Linked DNA regions of Mus musculus: all the other regions are linked to region 2. The links are chromatin contacts, called in public promoter capture Hi-C maps. All regions are on one chromosome and are shown on one strand. Each heading gives the region's core, a stretch centred on a gene start, on an enhancer-like site or on the middle of the called end of the contact. The rest is flanking DNA. Distances are from core to core; before and after follow the strand shown.

What was found. Promoter capture Hi-C pulls out the DNA fragments that hold promoters and counts their contacts.
Region 1: a promoter capture Hi-C map of the SN4741 cell line shows a contact between it and region 2, with 6 times the contacts expected there. The contact joins the promoter of Aadac here to the promoter of Med12l in region 2. A contact is called at or near these places in 4 of 39 promoter capture datasets (the SN4741 cell line, hippocampal neurons and liver) and 2 of 9 other capture datasets (adipose tissue and liver).
Region 3: a contact with region 2 is called in a promoter capture Hi-C map of liver, with 2.6 times the contacts expected there. The contact joins the enhancer-like site here to the promoter of Med12l in region 2. A contact is called at or near these places in 4 of 39 promoter capture datasets (hippocampal neurons, liver and pre-B cells), 1 of 115 datasets of contacts at active chromatin or transcription factors (stem cell-derived neural progenitor cells) and 1 of 9 other capture datasets (embryonic stem cells).
Region 4: a contact with region 2 is called in a promoter capture Hi-C map of hippocampal neurons, with 2.9 times the contacts expected there. The contact joins the promoter of Commd2 here to the promoter of Med12l in region 2. A contact is called at or near these places in 3 of 39 promoter capture datasets (hippocampal neurons, liver and pre-B cells) and 1 of 115 datasets of contacts at active chromatin or transcription factors (astrocytes).

The regions. Positions count from the first base shown.
Region 1 is chr3:60,027,380-60,033,752 of GRCm38.p6, forward strand. It overlaps Aadac (arylacetamide deacetylase), which reads left to right and starts at 4,409. Exons shown (of 5, transcript NM_023383.1): 1 at 4,409-4,562. The coding sequence starts at 4,428.
Region 2 is chr3:59,004,367-59,010,945 of GRCm38.p6, forward strand. Med12l (mediator complex subunit 12-like) reads left to right here and starts at 2,612. Exons shown (of 44, transcript NM_177855.3): 1 at 2,612-2,734. The coding sequence starts at 2,636.
Region 3 is chr3:60,565,497-60,572,252 of GRCm38.p6, forward strand. All of the region lies in intron 2 of Mbnl1 (muscleblind like splicing factor 1), which reads left to right. Among named protein-coding and RNA genes, the nearest start is that of Mbnl1, 68 kb to the left of the region's middle. Within about 2 kb of position 5,110, at least 121 of the 459 cell types and tissues checked have an H3K27ac peak or open chromatin away from gene starts, as enhancers often do. A contact at or near this core is called in liver, where this site is marked.
Region 4 is chr3:57,649,604-57,655,900 of GRCm38.p6, forward strand. It overlaps Commd2 (COMM domain containing 2), which reads right to left and starts at 2,081. Exons shown (of 5, transcript NM_175095.4): 1 at 1,984-2,081; 2 at 1,819-1,896; 3 at 1,088-1,170; 4 at 439-612. The coding sequence starts at 2,050.

The DNA.
Region 1 (6,373 bases), core at 3,159-5,658, 1.0 Mb after region 2:
TATTCATTCTCAGTATCTCACGTTAAAAACATAACTTTAAAAGTTCCACAGTCACTTGCAAACTTTCCAGGGCCAAAAATGGGGAGTGGGTGGGTAGGGGAGTGAGGGGATGGGTATGGGGGACTTTTGGGATAGCATTGAAAATGTAAATGAGGAAAATACCTAATAAAAAAATTACAAAAAAAAATCACAAAAATAGTCCCACAGTCTTTCCAAACTCAAACACATTAAAATTTCTGTCTCTTTGAAATTTCAATCTCTCTAACATTCAAAATCTCCTTTAAAATCCAAACTCTTCAATCTCTCTAACATTCAAAATCTCCTTTAAAATCCAAACTCTTTCATCTGTGGGCTACTATAAACGTCAAAATTAAATTAAAAACCGTCTTCAAGATGGAAGAAACAAGGAACAGTAACAATCTGAACTGAGCAAAGCCAAACCCCAATGGTATATGCAACTCAGTGTCCAATTATCTGGGATGCAGTCTGGGATGAGTCTTCTAGCCTCATCCAACGATCTTGATTCACTTCTTTACCTCTGCCTCTGCAGCACACACAGCTTGCCTTCTAGGCCCCAGTGGGCTCTATTCAAATACTACACCTGCTTTTGATGGTAAGTCCAAGTTACTGACATCTCCAAAATTCTGGGATCTTCTGCTACAATTAGGCTGTGCTCTCACTAATACCCTCTCATAGTCTCTCTTCACAATGCCAAGCCTCAACTTCTTCATATGATGATCCCCTTCAGTCCTGGGGCTTCAACTGCCACTGATGCTGTGCCTTCACCAATGGCCATCCCTGGCCTCTTACAGTGTGCCAAGCCTCAGCTGCTCTTCATGATCCCTTCATGCCTTCAAAACTAGAACCACATGTGTGACTCAGATACTACAGAGTTCTAGAAGCAGCCAGGGTTGGATCTTGTGTTGGCTGCTGAAGGTATTCTCTTTAAGCAAGCACATCCAATTTCTTCTGACTTGGATATAAAAGACCCAGGTTTCCAGAACAACCGCTTTGGGGCACTCTTTAGCATAATTTATCTATTTCTCAGGCCTTCAAATGGAGATTGGAAATGAAAATGTGCCCCTTGGTATGAAAGCCTTTGAATATAGAATGAACTTCAGCAAGAATTTTCCTGTTTTACAAGCTTGCAGATGACAGTGGAATTCTTTGAAATTCATATTAATGTGAGATGAGATGATTCCCATAATAAACCTGGTTTTCTTTTAGAAAATTTCATACATATTTATCCTTAATGATGACCATATGAAGTCCCCACTTTCACATCTGCCTCCAAAAAAACTGCCAACTCTTCCCAAGTTCATATCATTTTAGTTTTTATATTTGTTTTGTTTTCTTTTGTGTGTGTGTATGTGTTTGTCTCTGTGTGTGTGTTACTGTATGAGTTTGTGTGTGTTTTGTGTATATGTTTCTTTATCTCTCCATCTCCCTCCTCCTCCCCCCTCTTTCTCTCCCTCCCCCCCCCCCCCCCGTATGTGTGATATTCCACTTAGTCCAGTTAGAGTTGCCAGGAAGTGGATGGGTGTGGATTCCCCCAGTTCAGCATAGGAAACTTAACTATACTATAGGCCACATGTTCAATAAAGTATGATTCTCCACATTACAGCAACTATCTACTACATAGTTCCTCAGTGAGGGCAAAGCCTCACAATAGTCTATGTCACTTACCCTTGGACTTTGCCTGGCTTGACATTTTCTAAGTCTTGTGTAAGTAACCATGACTGCTGTGAGACCATGTGTGAGATAGCCATGCCATGAGTCTACCATTTCACATTTCATAGCTCCCCTCCCCACTCTCTTTCTATTAAATTCTTTCTTGCTTTTTATTTCTGATGTTTTCAGTGTCTCAGTGTGGTGCGAGCAACAGACATGTCCTATTTAAGGCTTCAAACCAAGTCTCTTATTCTCATTACTCTAACCAGTTATGGACTTTTCCATTGACTGCTTTATAATGTAGAAAGAAAGAAAGAAAGAAAGAAAGAAAGAAAGAAAGAAAGAAAGAAAGAAAGAAAAAAAGAAAGAAAGAAAGAAAGAAAGGAAGGAAGGAAGGAAGGAAGGAAGGAAAGAGAAGAGAGGAGAGGAGAGGAGAGGAGAGGAGAGGAGAGGAGAGAAGAGAAGAGAAGAGAAGAGAAGAGAAGAGAAGAGAAGAGAAGAGAAGAGAAGGAAAGAAAAGAAAAAGGACGGTAGAATCACATACATGTGGAGCAGTAAGTGGTGCAGTAGTTCTCAACTTGTGGGTAGCAGCTACCCTTTGGAGGTCAAGTGACCCTTAAACTAGGGTCACCTAAGACCACAGGAAAACATGGATATTTATAGTACAATTCATCACACTAAAAATTACAGTTATGAAGTAGCAATGAAAATAATTTTATAGTTGGGGTCACCACAACATAAGGGACTATATTAAAGTGTTGCAGCATTAGGACAGTTGACAACCTAATTGTAGGACCAATTTGACAGCATGACTACTGAGGAAAGTAATACATTCTATCCTAATGCCTCTGACATCCTAAGCTTTTGACTATATGTTTAACAGTATTGTATATGAAATCCACTCCTATAGAGAAGGCCTCGAATCTGACCAGAGATGGGTTACCCACCCACAAAACTTAAGCAACTATTATACCAGTAAACACATCTCGTTGGGGAGATTGGCACTGTGTATGATTCATTCCAATGCTGCTTTAAACCGCTGATATCATCTCTCTCCTAGAGAGCTCAGCATGACAGAAAAGGAAGCCAGAGGAAGGAAGAAAACTTCCTGATCAATTTGGTATTGAGTTCTTTATGTTCTATAGCTAAAATTCTGGTGTTTTCAGTAATAGGGTCAGCCCAGAATGGTAGACTGGAGATAGATCCAGGGGTCCAGAACACATTTCCAACAGACAAAATCATTGCTACGACTTTACTATAACCTAGTCTTTCCTGAACATTGCCAAGATTTTAACTGAAAGAACAAAGTCAAGTTGAATTAAAAGAATAAAAGAAAAAATAAAGTCTGAGTCAATGATCAAAACCCAAATGGTCAGATATCCATGAAAACAAACAAAGAAACAAAGTGGCTTGAAAAAATAAAGATAACTAGTTTCCCCAAATCACCAAATCAATTCTAACAACCCACTCATACAAACAATTGGATGAAGTTCCTGATGCAGAATTCTTTTTAATTGGGAGGGGGGTGTTATAATATAGCTACAAGATTTCTCACTTTTTTTTTCCTCCAGACCCTTCTCGGTTCTTTCAATTTCATGGCTTCCTTTTTCTTCACTTTGCCTTCATTGATCTCTGCCACCAGACCATCTGTCCACCTAACACAATCTCATAACATGTGAATAAAACTACTCCCTCCATGCATAACACAGATAGTCATGTGTAACAATTAGACAAAAGTAGACCAAGGTTTTGACTCTCATTTTCTTTCATAGTGCTATAGAATATAGCCTTTGTGAAACAGGGGATCCAATATAAAATATTAGCTTTAGAAATATGTAGTTTACTCTTTAAAAAGTAGTCTGGTAATAGTCACCCTTCCACTCCCATATTGATATGAAGATTATTTGATGCAATCTACTTATTGTGAAAGTTAGGTTGAACTTGGCATGGAATATGCTTGAAGCTCATTGAAACAGAATTGAATACTTGAGTCATTCAACCCTTGACTCATTCATTATCTAATTAGGTGGGGATTTGGACAGATAAGTGACTTTTGTGCAGATTTTCTGGTGGCAATTATAAACTTAACAGCCAAAGAAATGTTTTAAGTTAGAATATTGGACTAAAAGGTGAGAATTGTCTAATTATCAATGTAGCCAAAAATAAAATGAAGAGGAATGGGTTTTTCAAGTTGAGAATGTACAGAATGGATTCAGCTGAGCTGTGAACAGAAAGGAACATGATATAATTATTCTGTGTTCTCAAAAGAAATCATATAAACAGAACAAAGCTACTTCATAAGCCGAGCCATTGAACAGTCATTAAAAACGCCTGGAGTTTCCCAACGGGAAGGAAAGTAGGGCCCAGAGGCAATTAAGGAAAATTGAATTTTTTTAAAAATTTCACATAGCTTTAAAGGTGTTGTTGATCTTCTTTTAGTTTCTACTTTACATATGTCTTTCTCATATGTTGCAATACCTATTACTTACAGGTAAGAGAGTCTGAATAATAACACCTTTGTTGTGATATGTTTTTCTTGAAAACTGTTCAGAAACAGATGGGAAGTACCTTCGAGATTAAAGCTCTGCTTTGAAATTCTTTGTAGATTTGGAGTGCCTGTGCTTTAAGAGATTGCGTCGTGGAATTTGGACTGAATAAGTTAGGTAACACTTGGTGACTGGTTAAAATTCAACATCCAATGATTTGAAATGAGTTGTATTTCCTAACTGCCAAAAGCAGAAAGAGCAGAAGGAAACATGGGGAAAACCATTTCTCTTCTCATCTCTGTGGTGCTTGTAGCTTATTATCTTTATATACCGCTTCCAGATGCTATTGAAGAGCCTTGGAAGGTAGTATGGGAAACTGCCTTTGTAAAGATAGGAACAGATTTGGTAAGTTCTGAATTTTACCAACCTTATGAATGCTGAATAACTTAAAAAGGACAAAGTAGGATCTATGAAAGATGTTTCTTAGCATGATCCTTCTCTAGATCTGATTCCAGTTACAGTCAGCAACCAGACAGAGGGAAAGGAGAAGAAAGAAGAATAGAGGATAGAAAGAGAGTGTGTGTTTTGCAGTACTGCCAAGTGAAGGTTTTTAGAAGAATCAACTTCAGTAAAAAAAGAATGGAATAGTAGTATTGTTTAATTATAAAAGTCTATGCAGTAGATTTAGATTCATGCATGGAAATCCATGTGGGACAATTAGTAAGGCTGATTGGTTAAAAACAAAACAAAACAAACAATCCAGAAACACAGGAAACAAGACCATTTAATTTCTAATTGGAGCCACTATTGTAACTCTGGGCATTTTGTGTAGGTTCTACTTCATTCTATGTTTCCATTGCTGTATAGAAACTTCAGTTCTGGAATGTGCCATTTGTCTGTTGTTGCTCTTAACTTGTGAAAAACATGAAGTTATATTTATAGAGTCCTTTCCTGTGCCTATAAATTTAAAGTGCAATCTAAAATATTTTCTAGAAGCTTCAGAGTTTGGGGTTTACTATTGAAGTTTTTCATCAATTTACGTCTTATTTTGTGCAAAGTAAGAGGTAACTGTGTACTTTCGTTATTCTACAAGTGGACATCCCACTGTGGCAGCACAATTCGCTAGTTTCTTCTAGTACATGGCTTTGGCATCTTTGTGGGATATTCAGTCAGCTATGAATATGTTTCATTATACCATAAATAAAATTTTAAATTTCCACATACATATCAGAGACCATTATAAACATGTTTAGATTGCACCATGTAGGGGACAATTTAATATTGCCTTATTTGTGTGCCTTTGCTAAAAATATGATTGTTTTGTTTTGTTCTTTTTCTATTATGATAGGTGTTTTGCTTATTTGCTTTAGTTTTCATTTTAGTGGGTTTTTGAGAGACAGAGAAAAAGTGAAAAACAGTTGGGTATGCAGGGAGGTAGGGAAACATAACTAAAATATATTGTATGAAAATTTTTAAATAAAAAATGCAATATGATTACTAAAAGTAAAACATTCTACCTAACATAAAATTCTATAGGTGAAAAACATAAAAGAATTAATGACATGTTTTGATGACAAAATTATAAAAGAACATGAAATGTATTACATGATAATGACATCAATAGAAATAAAGATTTGTAGATTAGTAAAAGAGAAGACCCAAATATATATTCACATTTAAAATGCTTTTGATATTTGACAAAGGTGCCAAAATACACACTGGAGAAAAGACAGTATCTTCAACATGTTTTAGCAGGATAGCTGCATGTGCACATGTAGAAGAATAAAGTCAAATCTTTATCTATCATACTGCATGAAAATCAACTCCAAATAGATAGAAAAAAAAATGAGGTCAACACTGAAACCTGAAATGCTAGAAGAGAATATAGTCAGTACCCTACACAATATAGGTGTGGGAAAGTTTTCTAAATAGGGTACTTTTACCCAGGAATTAAGTCACCCATTGAAAAATGAGAGCTAAGATAATTAAAAAGCTTCTGAACAGCAAAGAAAACTATCAGTTTGGTAAAGAGGAATTTCTCAGAGGGAGAGAATCTTTGCCAACTATATATTTGATAGAAGGTTAATATCTAGAATATAAAATAAGTCAAAATGAAAGAGTCAAGAAAAATATCAAAGTTAAAATTATTTTAAAATTTTAAAATGAATTTCTTTAAGGGATTTGTTACCTTTTTAAGGGCTTCTACCTATTTACCT
Region 2 (6,579 bases), core at 1,362-3,861:
TACCCAGCCAACCACCTACTATCCATCCCACAATTCAAAACTTTTTTGAGATGTGCCAAGTGCCATGCTGTGTTCAATAATGAAAACTGTCCTTACTGAATTAGCGGGTACATTAGTCCATTGAGAATTGGGGGAATACCTGGAATAAAAATGGTTAAACAGTATTAAAGATGATAAATACTCGGGGATTTATTATATACTTTCTTCACTTTTTGGTATGCTTGATAAATCTCCTAATAAAGTTAGATATGAATAAAAACTGTATTTTCTTTGAAGCAAAGGAACTGGATTTGATAGCTGCTATAACACAGGGCAAACCTCACCATGAAGTTATTATATATAGGGTATTAGAAGAGAAATGCTCATGGCAAGCTGGGCAGTGGAAGGAAGCACCTCTTGGTAAAGGCAAGTATACTGTAGGAGGCCTAGCTCAGACTGAGTAATGGATTTAGCCTCATACAGCTCCATTTAAGTGTTAGGCTAGGTTGGAGGTACTTTTGTTCAGAGGGTAAACAATGAAGAACTAGTCTTTTACAATGCCATCGCCTTATCCACTTCTTTCTTCCTTCCCTTGGGTGCTTTAAAGGCAGCAAAGCGAGTAGACATTCACATATCATCACCATGAACCAGGTACTATAGAAAGGCTGCAGGTTATTCTGTGTACATGCTCTCCAGAGCTGGGAACTAGGCGTCCAAGACATTCCTCAAGTTATGGAGAATGTGATACAATCAGGCCAAGGGCAGATCAAGCACACAGCCCTTCCCAATCAAAGCAGAGGGGTGAGGTCAGAAACCTGAGCTGCAGCCGTGGTAGGTTCAAATTCCCATTAGCTTTTGCAGCTTTGAACAAGTCATCTAGCCTCTCCGAGCTGACACAATTTCCTCATTTATAAAGAAGGTGAAGTAAAACCGTGGAAGGGTTTGTTGCTAGAAGCAAATTCAGACCATCAAGCTCATACAACCAAAGGAGGACTCGATAAATGGCAGCCATCATTCTTGGCCAAGTGCTGGCGCGTTCTCCTGGGCGCGCCTCCTGCAGGGTCCCTTAGGACACGCTGGGCCCGCCTCCGAGGCTAGGTCTCAATGCTCACGGCTCTTGGCCCCGCATCTGTGTGTCTACCTGGAGCAAGCGAGGGGCGCCGGCAGGTGGATTGACCAGATCCCCCGAAAGGATCGCCCCCTCCCCGCGGTTCCCATCCCTGTGATGCGAGCAGGTGAGGTTTCGCCTAGGCTGCCGGGATGGCGACCCCAGGAGGGGTCGAGGCGGAGGGCGCAGCTCGAGGCCCGGGGTCCCTCCTGGGGCTGGTTCCATAGCCGGGTTAACCCTGCAGCCAGCTGGGGCGCAGGGCCCGTGGAATGCGCGCTCTGCGGCTGCGAAAACCCGGAGAGGCAGATGGGAGCGCTCGAGGCGCTCGCAGCCAACTCCTCCGCGGTCCGGCCGCCAAGCTGGGCATGCTCAGTGCGGCCGCCGCGCCGCCGTCCGCCAACTCGGGAGCTCGCGCTCCCGGGCCGTGGGGGCGAGAACGCTGGCGACAGCGAGCGACGCCCCCAGGCAGCCGCAAACTTCGCGGCGTCCGCAGTCTGGCGAGCCAGACACCTCGCAACGTCAAATCCAATTCCCCAACCCTAACGGAGCGATGGAGGCTGCGGCCGCCAGGGCGTCCCGGCTGCCCGCCCCTGCCTAGCCGCTAGCTAGGGACCAACAGGTAAACTGTTGGGGGTGGGGATCAGGGCGCGCGACGTCTAGGGGTGGCCCGGGGAGCCCAGTCGCCCGTGCTCCCGATGTGTCCGTCGGTGCTCGCGGCCACCTCTGCTCACCCCCTCCCCAGCCCCGGGAGGGCCAGCAAAGGGTTAAGTCGGCCCCGCGCCACAGCGAGCGCGGCCCCCTCCAGCCGCCGCGGCCGCTGCAGCCGGCAGCCAGCAAAGCGCCCCGGCGCCGCCGAGGGGACCCGCGCAGCTCGTGCACTGGCTGAACCCGGAGGCACCGGCCTCGCTCGGCGTCCGCATCCTCGCCTCTCGCGGCCTCTCTCCCTCCGCGTCCGCGGTTCCGTGCCCGGGCGGCGGGTCCTCCGAGTGCAAAGCTGCGAGCGCCGGGCATGGCGAGCCAGGAAGTGGGCGCGGGCCGCTGCGCAGCACCTCGCGTGCCCGAGGACGCCTAGCTCTCGGCGGGCACCGAGCCTCCCGCCTAGGCGCCAAGAAAAGTTTTTTCCCCCTTTATGCCCCTCCCCCACCCCAGCCTGGGCCCCTCTGGGTGGGTTTGGGTTCATTGGTGAAGAAAGTCACACGTTCCCATCATCTGCTCCTCCCCCTGGGGACCGAGTGGGGGTGGCGGGAGGCCGTGGCCGCGGCGGACCCTGGCCGACCTCCAGCCCGGGCGCCGCCGCCGCCGCCCGCGGAGCAGGCGTCCCGGGGCTCGGCGCAGCGGGGTGCCCACGAAGGCGGCCCCCCTGAGCGCGTCTGCGCGCGGGCAGCGGCCGTCTCCAACCTGCTTTTTCTCCTGCCTGCAGCGCCACGGCGAGCCAGAGTGGAGGGAAGAGGGAGTCTGTCTGCAAAGTGCTGCTCCCTGGTGCTCAGAGGCGGCTGCTCCAGCTCCAGCTCCAACTCTCATTCATTTCGCCGGTTAACATGAGAGATCATGGCCGCCTTCGGGCTTCTCAGCTATGAGCAGAGACCGCTGAAGCGCCCGCGGCTCGGGCCGCCCGACGTCTACCCGCAGGACCCTAAGCAGAAGGAGGTAAGGGCGCCGGCGGCCTCCGCGGTTGTGCGGCGCTCCGCAGCGCTGACCCGGGGCCAAGCTGGCCCGGCGGGCGTCCCCGGCGCTGCGGGGGAAGGGCTGGGGAGGGGATCGGAGGCGGGGCCCGGGTTAGGGTATCAGGGACCCTGAGCTACTGAGACCCGGAGCCTGCCAACCCCCGCGCTCCGCTGGGCGATCGCTCTGCGGGGGGCTGGGTCGCTTCCCGGTTGTCGGGCCTTGCACTGCGCCGCTGGGCGCTTTACCGCTTCTACCTCGCTAGCATCTTCTTGCTCGCTTTCCTCCGTTTTTGCTTGTTTTATTGTTTTTTACTCCGTCGCTTCGATAAATCCTCGTAAACTTTTTGACAAATGCTGGAATGCAGTACATCGGACACTGTGGTCTTGCGTTTTGCGCCAGCGGTATGGGTACGGATGGGGGAGGGACCCTTATCACATCCTCCACTTTGGAATGGAAGTCGTTTTTTAGCGAGGTGATCATATATTTGGCTCGGTGAATGTACCTCTGTATCTCTCGCCTTTAAAAAAAATTTAAGAAAACAATATTGAAGAGAAACACCGAATTTTGTTTCTAGAGAGACAAATTGGCTTTCCCGGAGGCTGTTTTGTATGTGTAAAAGCAGACAAGTTATCTTAGAAAGGAATAGCTTCCAGATTACTTATTTTCTTTGAATGAAATTAAATGGAGAAACCTTGGCTGTTGCACATACAGTAGCTTCAGTGGTTATTGTAAGCTATGTAGGTATGTGTCAGGAGTTAAAAAGTAATTATGTAACAACTCTCCAGCCATAATAATGATCGCCCTTGGCTATACAATTTGCCCAGAGACTTGCCTATCTTCTCTTTTTTGGTTCCCCTGCTCCCCAGCTGTCCTTTGAGACTTTGCCAGCTACAGCCCACCCATCTTCTCTTTTCTATAGTTAAGCATGAAACTGCCATGTATTCTAGTCTTCCCGTGAGCCTGGAAAGTCTATAAAAGTTTGCGTGTCCCCTGATTTCACAAGAGGACTTTGCAAGTCAGAGTTCTTTCAGGCTTCTATTTTGATAAATGTATCCGTCTCTTTAGTAGAGGCTCAGCCCAGACTGGCTAATAATGTGTCTGAGAAATCATCACGAGCAATTCCTTTTGGCCTTCTCCCATTGAGTTTGAGGGTCAGGGAAGTCGATTGAAGATGGCTGGGAAGTTTACAGGTGGGCAGCATGTGCTTATGCAGCTCCTAAGGTCTGGAAAGAAGAGAGACTCTAAAGACCAAGTGTAAAGAAAGGTGATTTTAAAAGTTTTGGCAGGGATAGGGACATTCGTTTCTTAACTTTTCTCATCTTATAATTAGTGCCTCACTAGGTCTTTCTGGAGAGTGACGTAGCTTCGGGTTGGTGGCTTGGATTAGCATGTGTGCTTGTTTATTTAGCATTTATTTTTACATATGACAGTCACTTCAGGACTTGGATCCTGGAAAGAATAATTTTGGACATTGGGTCACTTTCTAGAAATCTAAAGCTGGAAGAAGTGCCTGTAGAGGGTACTTTTTTCCTACTTTGATTTGAGGAGATAGGGTGATTGCAGCTCAGAAGCGCTTGCTTTATCTGAAGTGTGTGGTGAATAAGCACACACTGGGTTATCAGCGCAGCCCTCCTTCAGCCCTGCACTGTGTCCCGGTGACTTGTGCTGCTGCTGCTGCTCCTCGGATTCACTTCCCCCCAGGCGACCGATATTCTATCTCTCTTGAGGAGAGAGTTATATGTGGCTGTAGTCAAATTTGGGTACAATATGGAACAGGTGCTCGGCTGTTTTTTTGGTTGGTGGCGAGCAGATTCCTAAGCTTCAGTTATTTATGTATTATACTACTCCCTCAAATTTCCACCCTGTCCTTGTACAACCAGTAATTTGATCCTTTTATTAACTGTAGATAAACTGTATTGTGTTTTCTGGACAGTCTTGATTTTTTGCAGTTTACTGCAATATGAATATGATTGTATAAGACATCACCCCCCCACACATATATGTTATTATATGCAAACACAAGATATATAATTACACATATTTGAAGGAGGCCAAATCTATACCATTATCCATCAGAGAGCTGTGGTGATTTGTTTGAGAACGGTCACACTGATCTACCCAAGCTGATGTTGAACTCAAGATCTTGCTTCCATTTCTAAAGTCCTGAGATCCTAGACCTGTACCACCACATTGAGATAAAGTATTGATTGAATGGAGGAAGTCCAGGCTTCCGGTTTGACCGTGGTGAGTTTGAATTATGGTTGAGCATCTTAGTGGTTGGCAAATTTGGATCACGCCTCTCTTGTTAACTAGTTTAGTTGTGCTCGTCAGGAAAAACAAGGTAAAACTTTATAATTTTCCTCATGTTTGGGTAAGAAAATCCCTATTCTTCACTGAACCAAAGTTGCCTGATTGCTACCGATGAAGTTTTTATTGATAAGAAGTGGTAAGAGCGTTCTGGAAATAGGGTCCCAGGCTACGGAGTGGAATCCTTCGGGAGGACTCTGTGGAGACAGAATGAAAAGATCCGTTAACCTGCCTCATCAGTTGATCGAATTCATTCACGAGCTTTGCAGTGCCCTGGTCTCCCTTTAGACTTTATTAAATGTGGTGGTAGAGTACTTTGTCATCTGCACATAGACTGCCCTCCCCTTTAAAAATGGGGAATCAGAAAAGCAGGGGTCTTTCTCGAGTCTTCTTCCTCTACAGCTTATCTCCTTACCCATAGTATGTACTCACCAGTGTGTCTTGCCTGGTGTGCCTCTGGGATAGTTTGGATTTCTAACTAATCTGATGCTGCTCCTGAGTTTCACCAACTTGATGAGCTTCTTTTCTGGCTTTAGGCTGACTTTTCTCCTTCCTGGAACTCTTGTCTACCTGGTCACCTGCCTGCCTTTTCTCCTCCAAACTCAACATTTCATCCTGTTCTCATATAGCTGTGACCTAGCAGGTGGGGCCTGGAGCCATTCTGTTTGCCTGAATCTTGGCTGTTTTGTCCACACACCCTGTTTTCTCCCTGTAAACCATCTTTTCCCCTTTTAGAGTTGAATGAGACTGCTACTTTCCTGCAAGGTGGTTGGATAGAATTTACGTGAGGAACTTCAATTAGAGTTGGTCATAGATTCAGCATGCAACAATTTCCTTTTGAAAATTACTGTCAGGTCTGTCTGTCATCATGTTGGTCTCAGCCCAGGGAACTTCTCAGGCCTTTGTGGTGTGTGTATTGCTTGCAGTTATTTGTTTTTTTATCTGGCCATTTCCTACCAGTGGGACAGTTTGTGGAGGACAGCAAAGAGGCCTATGTTTGCTGTCATTGACATGTCTGGCCCTGAGTGAGGTTCCTGGAATGCCAAGGGCACAGATATTTCTTGTAATATATTATTGAAAGAGTCAAGCAAGTGAAAGAGCGAACGTGGCATCAGAGGTGTTGGGAAAGCTTAGCTAGGTGAATGCCCGGAGTGTCCTTGTTTTCTGCCATGAAGGCTCAGGACTGTGAAGGTGGAATGAGATCCCAGGGGGAAGGAGGAGTTGTTTCCCCTTGACCATGTGGCCTGGACAGTTGAATAGTAAATACACCCAAGGAAATCAAATTGATAAGAAAAATGGATTGGGGCAGTAGTGAGCTTTCTAGGTATAGGGCAGGGTCTAGGAGGGATTGTGTGATTTGTAGAGCAGGGCTGCTCATGCGAGGGGGGCAGCTCCACTTTGCAGAGTTGGCATGCTGTGTGCACACAGCCTTCCAGCTTCTGAGTAGTGTTGAGTCACCTGAAAGGTTTAGACCTATGGGTGTAAGCTGCTGGTGGTTGATGGTTTTGTGTTAGTCTGTG
Region 3 (6,756 bases), core at 3,860-6,359, 1.6 Mb after region 2:
TAAGAAAATGTCAGTATTTGCCCTTTTGTTTCTGAACCAGTTTAAACATGTGATAAATTGATCACACAGCTAATGGCCCAGGAAATACAAGTTATATAGACACGGTAACCATGTTCTATCCAAACCTTTTTATTCCTTTTTTCTAAAATGGGTATAAGACAAGTAGTTTTTTTAATCACAGGATATAGTTTTAATATTTCTTTTTTTTTCCATGTATAATTCTCCAAACCGAATTCCTCCTTCCTTTTCCTTCTCCATCTAAGCCACTGCTTCTCAACCTGTATGGTGTGAGTCCTTTGGGTCCTGTATAACAGATATTTACATTACAACAGAAGAGAAGCAAAATTACAGTTAAGTGGCAATGAAATCATTTTATGGTTGAGGGGTGGTGGTTACCACAACATGAGAAACTGTATTAAAAGCTCTCAGAATTAGGAATGTTAAGAACTTGTGTGAGGAGTATAGCCGCCAATGTAGTATTCTGGCTTAGCATTGCCTAATCTATTTATGATGATGATGATGATAATGATCGTGATGATGATGTAAGATTCTGTAATACAAGGCACACAATAACAATGCACACAATGCAGCTCTAGTGTGCCTTAGGAGAACTTTATGTCTTTATTATCTCAGCGATTCCTTGCAAGGGCACTGTACAGCCCTCCTGACAGCTGTTATATCCCTGCAGTTTCACAGGTGGAGTGAAGGGAGATTAGGGAGGAGAGGCTCCTTAGAAGCTGGGCAGCAGAAACCCACCCTGTCAGAACACAGGAGGAAGCTGTGACAAACCTGCCATCCCAGCTGCTGGAGTGTCCTTCCCAGCTGAGGATGCTTAAAGGACATTTGATTTGAAGATCGGAATCCACACACACTTAAGGCATTTGGTTTGAATACTTTTCCTGTAAGCTTGTTTTCTGAACTCAGTCCTTCGAACGTAGCTCTGCACGACATGTTTTTAAACTGGCTGCACTGGGTTTTGGCGAAAATCCTTTGACCTGAGAGGACAGAGGGTGAGTCAGAGCCGGTGGTGGGCTGCAGAAGAATCGAGAGCAAGCCTGTCCTAGCAGGGAAAGGAGTCCAGTTTCCAGTCCTTGGTCCTTCCTTTTGTGGGCTGTAATAACTGGGAGCTGTGTGTGTGTGGAGGTGAATGGACAATGGCTCCTGCTGTTGTTTTACCACGTGTCATCCATTTTATGCCTTGACTGAGAAGCTGCTAGGTGACTTAACTGCTCCTCTGTGGGTTTTGCATTCAGCACCTAAGGACAGAATGGCTTGGTTGGCGCTGTCACTCTCTTGATTCAGGGATGTTTAGGCCCTTTCATTTCCAAATTTTGATACCTCACATTGCATATATGAGCCTTTAAATCGAGTTTATCTTTTCTGACAGACAGAGAAGTAACTGAACCATGTATCCATGGTAACTTGGCACATCCTCAGTGAAGTTCTCTTGTTCTTGGGTTCTTTTGTTTTTCAAAAACTATGAATTCTGAAAATGGAAAGGAGAAACCTTTTGCTAACTTCACTTTTCATCTTAAAATCTGTTTGTGGACAAGTAATATAGCTGTGACATGGGTAGGAATGGCATTCTGATATTTTAACTGTGTGTGTCTGTTAAGCATATTTTCTTTTTATTTTGTTACAGTTTTTAATTTTTTTGACTTTTTGTATTAATATGCTGAAACTTATGCAAAAATATAAACTAGTACCTGCCACAGTACTCGGTATCTAGGTTCAAGAGTTTCCAATAGCTCTTCATTGCATTTTGAGTCAGCGTGACACACAGCGTATTGCGGATCATTTGATTCACAAATACTTCGGTGAATGTATAGATGACTAAGATTTCTTCCAAACTTGGCGGAAAAACACTATCATTGTACATTCCTGTACACATAATGTATAAATGTCAATTATACATTAGCACGTCATCTTTTGAAAGCTTATAATGGCTTAAAATTTTCAATATATTCATAAGTCACTTTATTAATCAGATTTTTGATCAACCTGAATGACATTGTGTGTGTGTGTTTGTAAGTAGTATTGAATTCAGAATGGAAACTTTCAAAGGCATAAAACCAGTCTGTGTCATGACAAACATGTAAAAATTGGCAAAACTACACAAGCCTTCAATTCTTGATCAACAAACTGAGATAATTGTCTCGTACTAATAAAAATCTTTCATTAAGTCTTAAGAGCTATCACACACACACACACACACACACACACACACAGAGAGAGAGAGAGAGAGAGAGAGAGAGAGAGAGAGAATGACTTCAGTGATTACAGTGAAGCTAAGAGGCAGGAGGATCTGAGTTCGAGGCCAACCTGGTTTACATAGTTTCAGGACAGCCAGGGCTACACAGAGAAATCCTATCTCGAAAAACAAAAACAAATAAACAAACAAAAATGCTAAATAGGCTGTTAATCATAGCAATCTCAGCCAGAATTTTTCCTGCCACTTGATTCCAGAGTTACAATATTCTAACCTTGAATTTAAATACCATCAGATGTGTCTGATTCCAAGACAGTATGTCTCTGATTTCAATGGCTTTTAGAGCAGGTAGACAGCTTTCACTGAGTGGGTTTTACAAGTTGATCTTTATACCACTTAATTTTACTCAATTTTAATCCCTTTTAATTTTGCTATGTGAGTCATCTTGCTTAGTCCTTCAGATTATAATGCAGTAGCCTTACCACCTAATAAGAAGGCAGATACATTTCCATACCTGAATTAAACTCATGCCTCACTTATTTTTAAGTGGTCTGTTGGAGAATGAATAAAGACATTTTTATTCATTGTTAAATTCTGGAAATGAATCAGTTTGACGATGGGGGCTTTTCTACATTATAACAGATACAGAGTGCAGTTTAAATACATAGGCACACCAGAGAAGCAAATAGTGCATCCAATTAGGAAGCTGAGCCTTGAATGTCACAGACATCTTTTGTTATTGTTTATTCACTAAGAAAATGAGAGGCATCAGACTAATTGCTTCCTGCTGTCAGTTATTTTGAATGGTGAATAAAGACAGCCACTTCTTTACATTGCCTTCATTTGCTCAGCTCATTACTGATGCTGTAATAGACCACTGTTGGGAAGGAATAGTTTGCCAAATATTAGATTATTTTATGTGGTAAAGAGAATAAATTGATACAGTATTCATAATTCAGAGATGGAATTAAAGATGTATTATATGCTTACTCAAGATGACCAAAGCTGTAATTCCAAAGTAAAAGTGCGTTAGACACTGTTTATATGTGGTCTGCTAAGTGATTTGATTAACTTAGGGAAAATGTTGATTTTTCCAGGGAAAAGAAAACTTATGTTTCCATTCTAAAAATGGGTTTCCAAGTTAAAAAAAAAAAGTAATGTTAAAATTAAGACTCGGTGAATATTGCAAATGACCATAAAACAGTGTGGACAGCTTTTCCTGTCTTTGGACTCAGGACTGTTCTATGCTTTCTTCTTTTGGTTCAGCAGTAGCCTGTTGAAGCTCATGCTAAGTGCTGAGTCATTGCTAGTGTAAATGTTGTCACTTTGTCCTTCACACATAGACTTTGTCAGGATGAACATCTCCTTTATCTTTTTTATTTAGAAACATTTCATTTAAAATAACTATAAATTATAATTAAAAGTTAATACCCGAAGACCATACACACTCTCATTTCTATTTTGAATTGCTGTTTGGCGTTGCAGGTTGTGTTTTTAAAATTGCAATGAAAGACCTCACTTTGTGAGATGATTTGGATGGCAAAGGGAATTTTTTCATTTACATCTTTTTTTTTTTTTCTTTTCAATAATGGTCACTGGCAGTGGTCCAATGCAGACAAAATGCCTGGAGCCTCCTCAGCAGAGCCGTCAACACCCTTCCTGCAGTCAGTGTCAGCCTCCAGCATCTCTGCAGTCGTTCATCAGCACTGTGGCAAATCACTGCTGTAGCTCCATCCCATGGCGTGTCTGACATGTCCTGGCATTTTCTTTCTGTGCCAGACAACCCAAACTTAGGGTATCAAGATGGAACTGAAGGAAGTAGACTGGAAAATGGGCACATTGTGATTCTCAGGGAAGTGAAATGGATTCGTAACTCATGAATAAAATAGGGAAATTTTACTAACCACGTAAAAGTTTTCAGTGTGGACCTGAGCATGCAAAAGCAGTTAGAGGAGAACTTAGCATGCTTATGCCTTTAACAGTGGATAGGGCCATACGCCTACCTCCTGCCCACAGCTCCCCTTTCAGAATAGGGACTGGGATGTCAGAGCAACTGTTTTGTCTGTGAACCAAGACAAGTGGCATCCATTGTGAGATAAAAAATAAGAGTACTTCTAAGATGAAGACATGTGCATTGCAAGGTGGTGGAGTTCTGAAGCCTCCTTTAAGAACTGCTCTTGATACTCTGTGGTATTATGTCTTCCTTGTATAAAGCATTGACACTAAAAGACTCCTCTTGTCAACCAGTGTATAATATCTGCACAATAGAGTGCAGAGGGCTGACGTGAATTCCCTGAAATCATAATGTGCTGCAGTCAGTAGATCATCAGTCAGACCAGAAGAGCACCGCTGATTACCCACTGAATTATGCATACAAATATTTGCAACATCCTGAGTAATTAACTCATAAAAATAAACAATTACCATAATGGAGATTGAGTGAATTTCCATATATTTTCCACTCCTAAAAATACTATCCAGCTGGTTAATACTATTATATTTCTTAAAGAGAAATATTTAGATACAGTTTTTGCCACATGTATTTTCCATGGCTTTAGAAAAATCTCAGAATTTCAAACGTAAGGATTTCCTGAGGAAGATTAGTTTCTATTAAATTTTTCTGGTATATACAAAACTTAGGTATTTGACTCTGATATCTGAGAAAAATACTTCCACATTTTGTATTGAGATAAATTAAATTGTATTTTATCTCTATGGTGCTTATCTTTTGCCTAATACAGTGATATCATTCTGTATCTGTAGTTAAGCTGCTGTAAATGACCATTTTCGTTATAAGTGCTAATGATACTTTTTTTGGACACCTGATAGCTAACTCTGCTTCAGGAGCAAACGGAGATGTTTACACTGGACTCACTTGCTGACTCATGGCTGCTGGAGCAGTTCCAATTGTGAGATAGTTACGTAGACAATCCTCTGTCCTATATTTGATCTCGCTTAAAGGGGAGCCAAACTCTTTGGAATATAAAAGGATGTTTTGTTATATAGTCCTGTGTTTTCAGGAATAAAAGCCCCTGTAAGGATCCAGAGGCTACAAGTCACAAGGCCACACCCACCTGCTGCTGGCAGATGGTCTGAGGGGTGCTCCTATATTGTCTTAGGGAACTCTGGTCCTTGTGCCTGGAGTTTGCACCCCATCTCTTTATATATCCCCTCTTCTCACTTCTTGTTTCCTCTTCCCCTTCTCTGTTTCTTCCTCTGTCCTTACAGTGTGATTCAAAGCAGGATTTGTGGTTGGTGATTCGCATGCATAGTTTCTGTTCTTTAAAATAAAACTCAAGTCCCCAGGAGTAGGGGTCATGAAGCCTTAGAAGTGAAGCTGTCCCAAGTCATTGAAACATCAACGTAGTTAGAAGCAATTAATAAAGAATATAACTGTTTTTCAAAAAGGTATTCATTATTTGTAGGATATTATACCTTATATATAAAATTGTGCTCTAGTATAATGTTCATTTCACTGGATTATTAGCCTGGCCTTTTGTGCTTATGTGCACCTTTGAGTCAGGGCCGATTTAAACTATCTACTCCTTGTTTTCTGTATGGGACACAGAGACTTGTACTAGGGATAACACAGAGAATTAGTATCTGGGACCCATGGAGTGGTGATAGAGTCCAGTTCAGCCCTGCCATGTCCACATAGCCATAGAGCATTGGCAATTTAGTTTGTTTTCAATTGAAGTCTGCCTTCCTTTTGGCTGTTATTTGTGGATAGAAATTATGCCCCCTGAGAACTGTGAAGTCTTCAGTGAGCTAATGTGTGTGCAGCATGAAAGCCATACTCAGCACGTTCTGTGATTGTAAATATATGTAGTAAGTATCTGTCCCAAATCAAGTTGTTGATAAATTGGAAACCTGTGTTGTAGCACACATCTTTGTATTTAGAGATCAAATGCATGACTCTAAATCCTTGGCATTTCCTCATTTAGATTTATCTAGCACTTGCACACCCTAAATGTTTCTGTGATCAGATCTGTCATATTAATCAGCTGGTTATTGCATAAAATGTACAGCTGTCAAAGATAGGCACAAAAGCAAATCACAAGAATATCTCATCTGTGTTTTTTCTATCAAAATGATGCTGTATTATATATGTTTTAGATAGATAGATAGATAGATAGATACTGTAGTATATATAGTGTATATAGTATATCAATATACTGTTCTTCCAATTCTAAGGCATCACTTTTTTTGATAGTTAAATTTATATTTGACTACAGCATACTACAACCTGTCTGCATTGCTAGTCCTATTCTGAATTCACTTACATGTTCAGTAGTATATACTTGACTTTTATGTAATAACTAGACAGTTACTTTTAAGATTCTTCAGTTGTATTTATGTCTTTGGTTTTTATTTGTTATTTTGTTTGCTTGTTTGTTTGTTTGCTATGGAAAATAATTTCTTTAAATCTTTCCCATGATTTTTTTATAACAATTCAAATAATATCAGGAAATTCTTCTTGACATGCTATGTTAAGCCATTACTAAGAGTTATAATACATGTACAACAGAGTGAACACTCTTAGCATC
Region 4 (6,297 bases), core at 831-3,330, 1.4 Mb before region 2:
ACTTGTACACTTTTCTTTGTGTACAAGAGAGAACTGTGTTTTTAAACTAAGCATTGCCAAAAACCAAAGCAACACAAACAAACAAGTCTGTTTTGTAAACCATACTTTCTTCTAAACGACTTCTTAACAACTTTTCAGATTGCACAACTGCTACTGTGCCTGACTACCTGAGTTCAGTCCCTTCGGACAAACTTCTGAAAGCTGTCCTCTGACCTCTACACAAGTGACATTCATGTACGCATACATTAAGTAAACACATGTAATAAAAACAAATTTAAAACCTTTGCAAATTAAACTCAGTAAATCAAATTAGAAATAAAAGGAAATGAGCTACTTGTGAAATGACCCAAAGTGACCATTAAAATCTACATTTTCGTTTTCACACCAGAGCTTGGTTAAGTTGGTAAATAACAGATTTAAGAAAAGGAAAAGCCATACCTGTACATCTAGCCGCCACTCAAGACTATGGTAACTGGGAAGACGAGGTGCTAACTCGTTCAGAATAGTTCTGATCTCCTTTCTGTTGTCCAGGTAGAGCTGAAGCAATAATTTGTTTAGTTCTTCAGAGAATCCCAGAACAAAGACAGAGTCTTGGAAATCCAGTTCAGAAATCTAAAGGTAAATTGAGTTCAACAGAACACTGGAATTTATCTTTGTCTAGTAAATGCTAAACCATTTCTACACACACAAGTACATTATATCCTCTAATTCTATTTAGAACATTCCTTAAAGACCCACCATTCTGAAATCCAAGTTACTAATATACAAAATAACCTTATTAAAATAGGAAAGAAATTAAGATGCCTAATTTTATTTAATATTTTTCCATCAAGCCAGATAATGACTGCTGATACATTTTTAAAAATGCAATATTTCATTCTCCCATCTCCTGACATACATGGGTGATGGCACATGATGCAGAAATAGAGACAATTATAATTTAAACCGGCAAGAGGAATTCATATTAGATAACGCCAATAGCACTGTTTTGGTATACTGCACAAATTCGATTATGAGTTAGAAATATTGTAATAGGCGCCAGTTTGAAAGGATCTGGGTGATACAATACAGCTCTCAGAAGTCTTACCATAAGCTTTGAGCTCTCGGTGAGGAGATACGTTAATCCTTCCACACCATGCTGGATAGTGTCACTACTCACGTTCAGTTTTCCTAAGGTGGTGGTGGTGGTGGTGGTGGTGGTGGTGGTGGTGGGGTGGTGAAGAAATAAACAGATTATCAATTTGTTTAAAAATAAACACATTCAATTGCTCTGTTTTCAAACTATACAATAAAAATGAGTTAAGCGGAGACTACTGTTCCTTCTTAACCCACTCCACTAACAGGGGCCTTGGCTATTTCCCTCCAAGTCAGCCTAACAAAACACAAACCTGTGAACAGACACACAAAGCCCCTTCAACCCAGGCAGAAGGAGAAGTCAGTAGAGATGTTCTTAATCTCAACCACCACCACCACCACCCCCCCCCCCCCAGCTTAGAAAAAAAGCAGTTTCTGGGTAGCAAATGTTTACTAAACACTTCGATGACAGTTCCACTTCTTCAGCATGCGGTATTTTATTAAGCACCAGAATATTTCTAAAAGGCAGGTGGCACTGTATTCATTTTAAATATGAAGATATTTGTTCCACACTAGTTATAAAAGCGCGCAGCTCCTTGCAGTGTGCGCCTTGACTGACTGCTCTGCGGGGTTTTAAGAGGAACAAGGAACAAGACCCTAGGACCTGCAAAGACTCCTGCGGAGAAAGAGAATGGATCGCACTCTCCAGCTCCACAGACAGAGCCCGTCCTCCCCCTTTCTTACTGGCGGCGCCTTCGTAGATCTTCGGGTTTGAGCCCCGTCGGAGGAACTCCACGGCGATCCTCCCGAACTCGGCGACCACTGCAACGGAAGTCAGCAGCAGGCTGTGAGTGCCGGGCTGTCCCCCGGGTTGTCCCCGCCGCAAGCACCCCGCAAGCACTAACTTACCTGCAGTGTCCACTTGCGGCAGGAAGGCCAAGTGCTCCTTGTGCTCCTCGGACAAATCCAGCAGCATTTTAGCGGCTCTTCAGACTTTGCCACCCGGCGCCGGCCCCGCCCTCACCACTTCCGACCTCTGTGCAGGCAAAAAGAAGTTCCGGCGGGCGTCGCGGTACAGCCCATGCTTTGGGTTCCGGTTGCTGGCAGTCCTAGGAGCACGGTATCGTCCGGTTCACTCTATAGGAGTGAAGGTAGGCAGTGAACGCTGGTTAAAAGAGTTGAAGGTACAAGTCTTCCACTCATTCATGAGCCATCCTGCAAAAGTGTAATATGTAGTGCTGGAGAGATGGTGGTTAAGTGGTTAAGATCTCTTGTTGCTCTTGCAGAAGAACCAGATTCGGTTCCAGTACTCACGTTCTCAACCATCACTAACTCTAGTTTTGGGTATATAACACTCATGTATATGTATATGTATGTGTATGTGTATATGTGTATATGTATATACATATACTCATGTATATGTATGTGTATGTGTATATGTATATATATGTGTATATATATGTATATATGTATACGTATATTACATGTATATATACATAAATATATATGTAGTGACTATTTTGTACACTCCACAAATACCTTGAAGAAACTACACTATGACTACACTATGAGCAGAGGTCTTTGCATTAATTTCTGAAGATACAGCCCCAACTAGGGTAGTTTTGAACAGTTTGTGTAGGACTTTGTGTTATCACAAGCCTTCATGATCCCTAAATAAGCCTGTGAACGTGTCCACTTAGGCAAGAAAGGGAGCACTTTCTTAGTACAAAAGGGAAGATGCTAACCAAACATACCTTTGTTTACATGTGAGGTTTGCTTCAAATGGTGCAAACACCATTTCTTCAGATTTAGAAGCTGGCTGCTCAGTTCATGAGCAGGTAGGGATAGACACACCCTACACTGTATCCCTTGCTGCTACAACTTTGGACTCAATAAAAGGCTTCTCTCTAGGGGTCTTTTCTTGCCCACTTCTGGAAGCAGATACAGTGCTATAGCAGCAATGATAAAAGCAGCCATGTGGCAGCAGCTGCGACAGCTGAGCATTCTGAACATCAAGCCATAGAAGTGACAGCACAGCCTGACTCTTGCCAGCAGAAGAGGGAGAGCTGAGAGGCGGGGAACGTAAAATAACCAGTTTCTTAGGAACTGAAGAGGGATAGAAGATGGTAAAGATTCAAACAGACTGGGTGGGTAAGATAGCTGAGTGGGTAAGATAGCTCAGTGGATAAAAGCTGCTTGCTGTGAAGCCTGAAGACAAGAGTTCAACCCCTGGAACCCTCACGGTAGAAGAGAAAACCAACACATATGAGTTGTTCTCTGACTCACCAACGTACACTGAGGCACATGTGTTCACATATTAACTCACTCCTCCCCTCTCTCCCTTTTCTCACTCTCTGTCTCTTCCTAATGTCATAAAAATTATTTTAGAAATAATCAAAGAGTTCTTGAGTTCTAGGGAGCCAATGTTTTCAACTACCCCAGGCCCAGGAACTACACAATTGTCTATCACCAAGGGGTGAGGAATTGGATACCTGCCTATTTAGTATCTTCAGTGCTGGCTACTGCCCAAGACTAAGATATCTTGATTTTTTTTTTACACCTATAAAAGAGTCTTGGTACTTACTGTAGACCTATACAAGAGCCATGAACCTTGTAGAAGTAAGGATTCCACTACCAATGTTAGATTTCTGAAGTAGCACAACATTAGATTTCCGAGGCAGCTTAAAGAAACAGCTTATAGAGGCAGGAAATAGACCAGTCTGACCTCAACGGATGGAACTCTTTATTTCAAACAGAAAGGGCAGGCACAGGATGAAGGCAGTGTCTGCAAAAGGAAAAGGGGGTGCTTGGGCTTATGTAGGCAGTTTGGGAATGCAACTGCTAGGGCTACAGGTAAGCCTGTAGTTTCTCCCTCCTGGAGCTGTTTATCCACACAGGTCTGTTTATCTTTAGAAACTCCCTTGCCTGGCTATCAGGATGCAAGGGCAGAGTGGGCAGATGAGTTTGGAAATGGCAGTGAGGAGGGAAGAACTGGAGGGTTTTGTTTTATTTGTTTTTGTGGTCTTCTGAGACAGGGTCTCTCTTCATTGCTGCCTGGAACTTCTTCTGTAGAAGGGCTGGCCTTGAACTCAGAGGTCTGCTGGCCTCTGCCTCCTGAGTGCTGGGATTAAAGCCATGCACCACCATGCCTGGCAAGAGGTTGGAGTTTCAACATAGTGGCAGGGGATTTCAGCAAGCTTTAGGGGAGAAAAGCTCTTTAGTCAGGGTCTGGCGCTGTTTGTTCAAGGTCTATTCCAACACTAAGGCTTGCCCAGGGATCATAGCACTTGCAGGGTTAGGAATGTTACTATCAGAAATCTGCACAGGAGATGTAACCGTAGAGGCTACCACCTGCTACCGGGCTCATCTGCTGCTGCCTTCTGCCGTCCAGGGTTATAAAGCTCACCAGAGGCTAGCACTGGAACAACTTCTTGTTTCCTACCTGGGATTTCTGAGGAGGAAAGGAGGCCTCTGGCCAGCTGCTTGGAAACATTTGAACTTGTTTGTTAGGCCTTGAAGCAAGTGTTAGGGAGGCATGTCAAATGAGATCTCCTTTCTGTTGTGGTGGAAGTGTGAAATTGCAAAGGCACCTAAAAAACTCTTAAACAAGTTCTTTCAATGATAATTTTGTACTTACCTTATAATCAAGTAATTCCGTTCCTAGGTATTTAATGCTCCCCACCCCCCAAACACCGAAAACAGATATCCAGAAAACACTTTGACAGTACTGTCCAAAAATGCTTTATTCATAATATCTCAGAAATGGTGACAGTCTAAATTTCTATGCATGATAGTAGATGATATGATACATCCACAAACAGAATTCTAACTACTAAGGAAGTAATAAAAAAAATGGAGCACTGGGTGGAGTCTAACAGCTCATCCTTATAATTCCTAGCACCTGGGAGGCTGAGACAGAAGGATAGCCACAGATTTTAGAGTAATTTGGACTACAAAATTAGTTCCAGGCCAGCCAGAACCACACATTAAATCATGCCTCATAAAAACAAAGCCATAGCCAGGCAGTAGTGGTGCACACCTTTAATCCCAGCACTTGGGAGGCAGAGACAGGGGGATTTCTGAGTTTGAGGCCAGCCTGGTCCACAGAGTGAGTTCCAGGACAGCCAGGGCGACACAGAGAAACTCTGTCTCGAAAAACCAAAAAACCAAACCAAACAAAACAAAAACAAACAAACAAAAAACAAAGCCCTAACAAAAAGTGCCATTGATAAACGCAGCAATGTAAATGAATCACAAGCCATCAGACCTCGAGTGAACAACAGTGTTCCAAGTGCTTTGCACATCTTTTCTAGAAAGTAACTTTGGAACAGCATTGTCCTTCAAGGTTGAGACTTATTCAACAGCTTAACCAACGTCCCAGGAGTAACTCAGCCACTCTACATGTTGACTGGGGTATTCTTTACACAGACACAAGCTTGTTAGATCCACTACCTGTTACATGTAATATCCATGTGGCTCATCATATGTAAGCTTTACTTCAGTTTGAAAAAAAAATAATAGCAGGAGATACTCCAGCAGGAGTTAAAATGTCTAAACCTAGGAGCTTTTGGTAACCCTCAGGGAACCTTGTTATATAGAGTTTTATTTAAGTGTTATCTTATTACTTCTTTATTTATATGACTTTTAAACTCCAGAGAATTAACACAAACTCAGGAAAAACAAAGGTAAAAAATATGATAAAAATTCTAAATTCCCATTTCTTTCTTTCTTTCTTTTTTCTTTTTGTTTTTGAAACAGGGTTTCTCTGTGTAGCCCTGGCTGTCTTGGAACTCACTTTGTAGACCAGGCTGGCCTCGAACTCAGAAATCTGCCTGCCTCTGCCTCCCGAGTGCTGGGATTAAAGGTGTGCGCCACTACGCCCGGCTCCCATTTCTTTTTAAAGATCTATTTATTTTATGTGTGAGTGCACTATAGCTGTCTTCAGACACACCAGAAGAGGGCATCAGATCCCATTACAGATGGTTGTGAGCCACTATGTGGTTACTGGGAATTAAACTCAGGACCTCTGGAAGAGCAGTCAATGCTCTTAATCACTGAGCCATCTCTCTAGCCTGCCAAACTCTTAATCTTATATCCTCCTTGATTTCCTAACACCCACAGGCAACTTCTGCTGTCAGCTTTTGTTTGTTTTCCTATGAGTTCTTTCTGAGACTCTAATGGGGGGCACATTCTTAAATTTTGACATCAGAACAGTATTGTCTT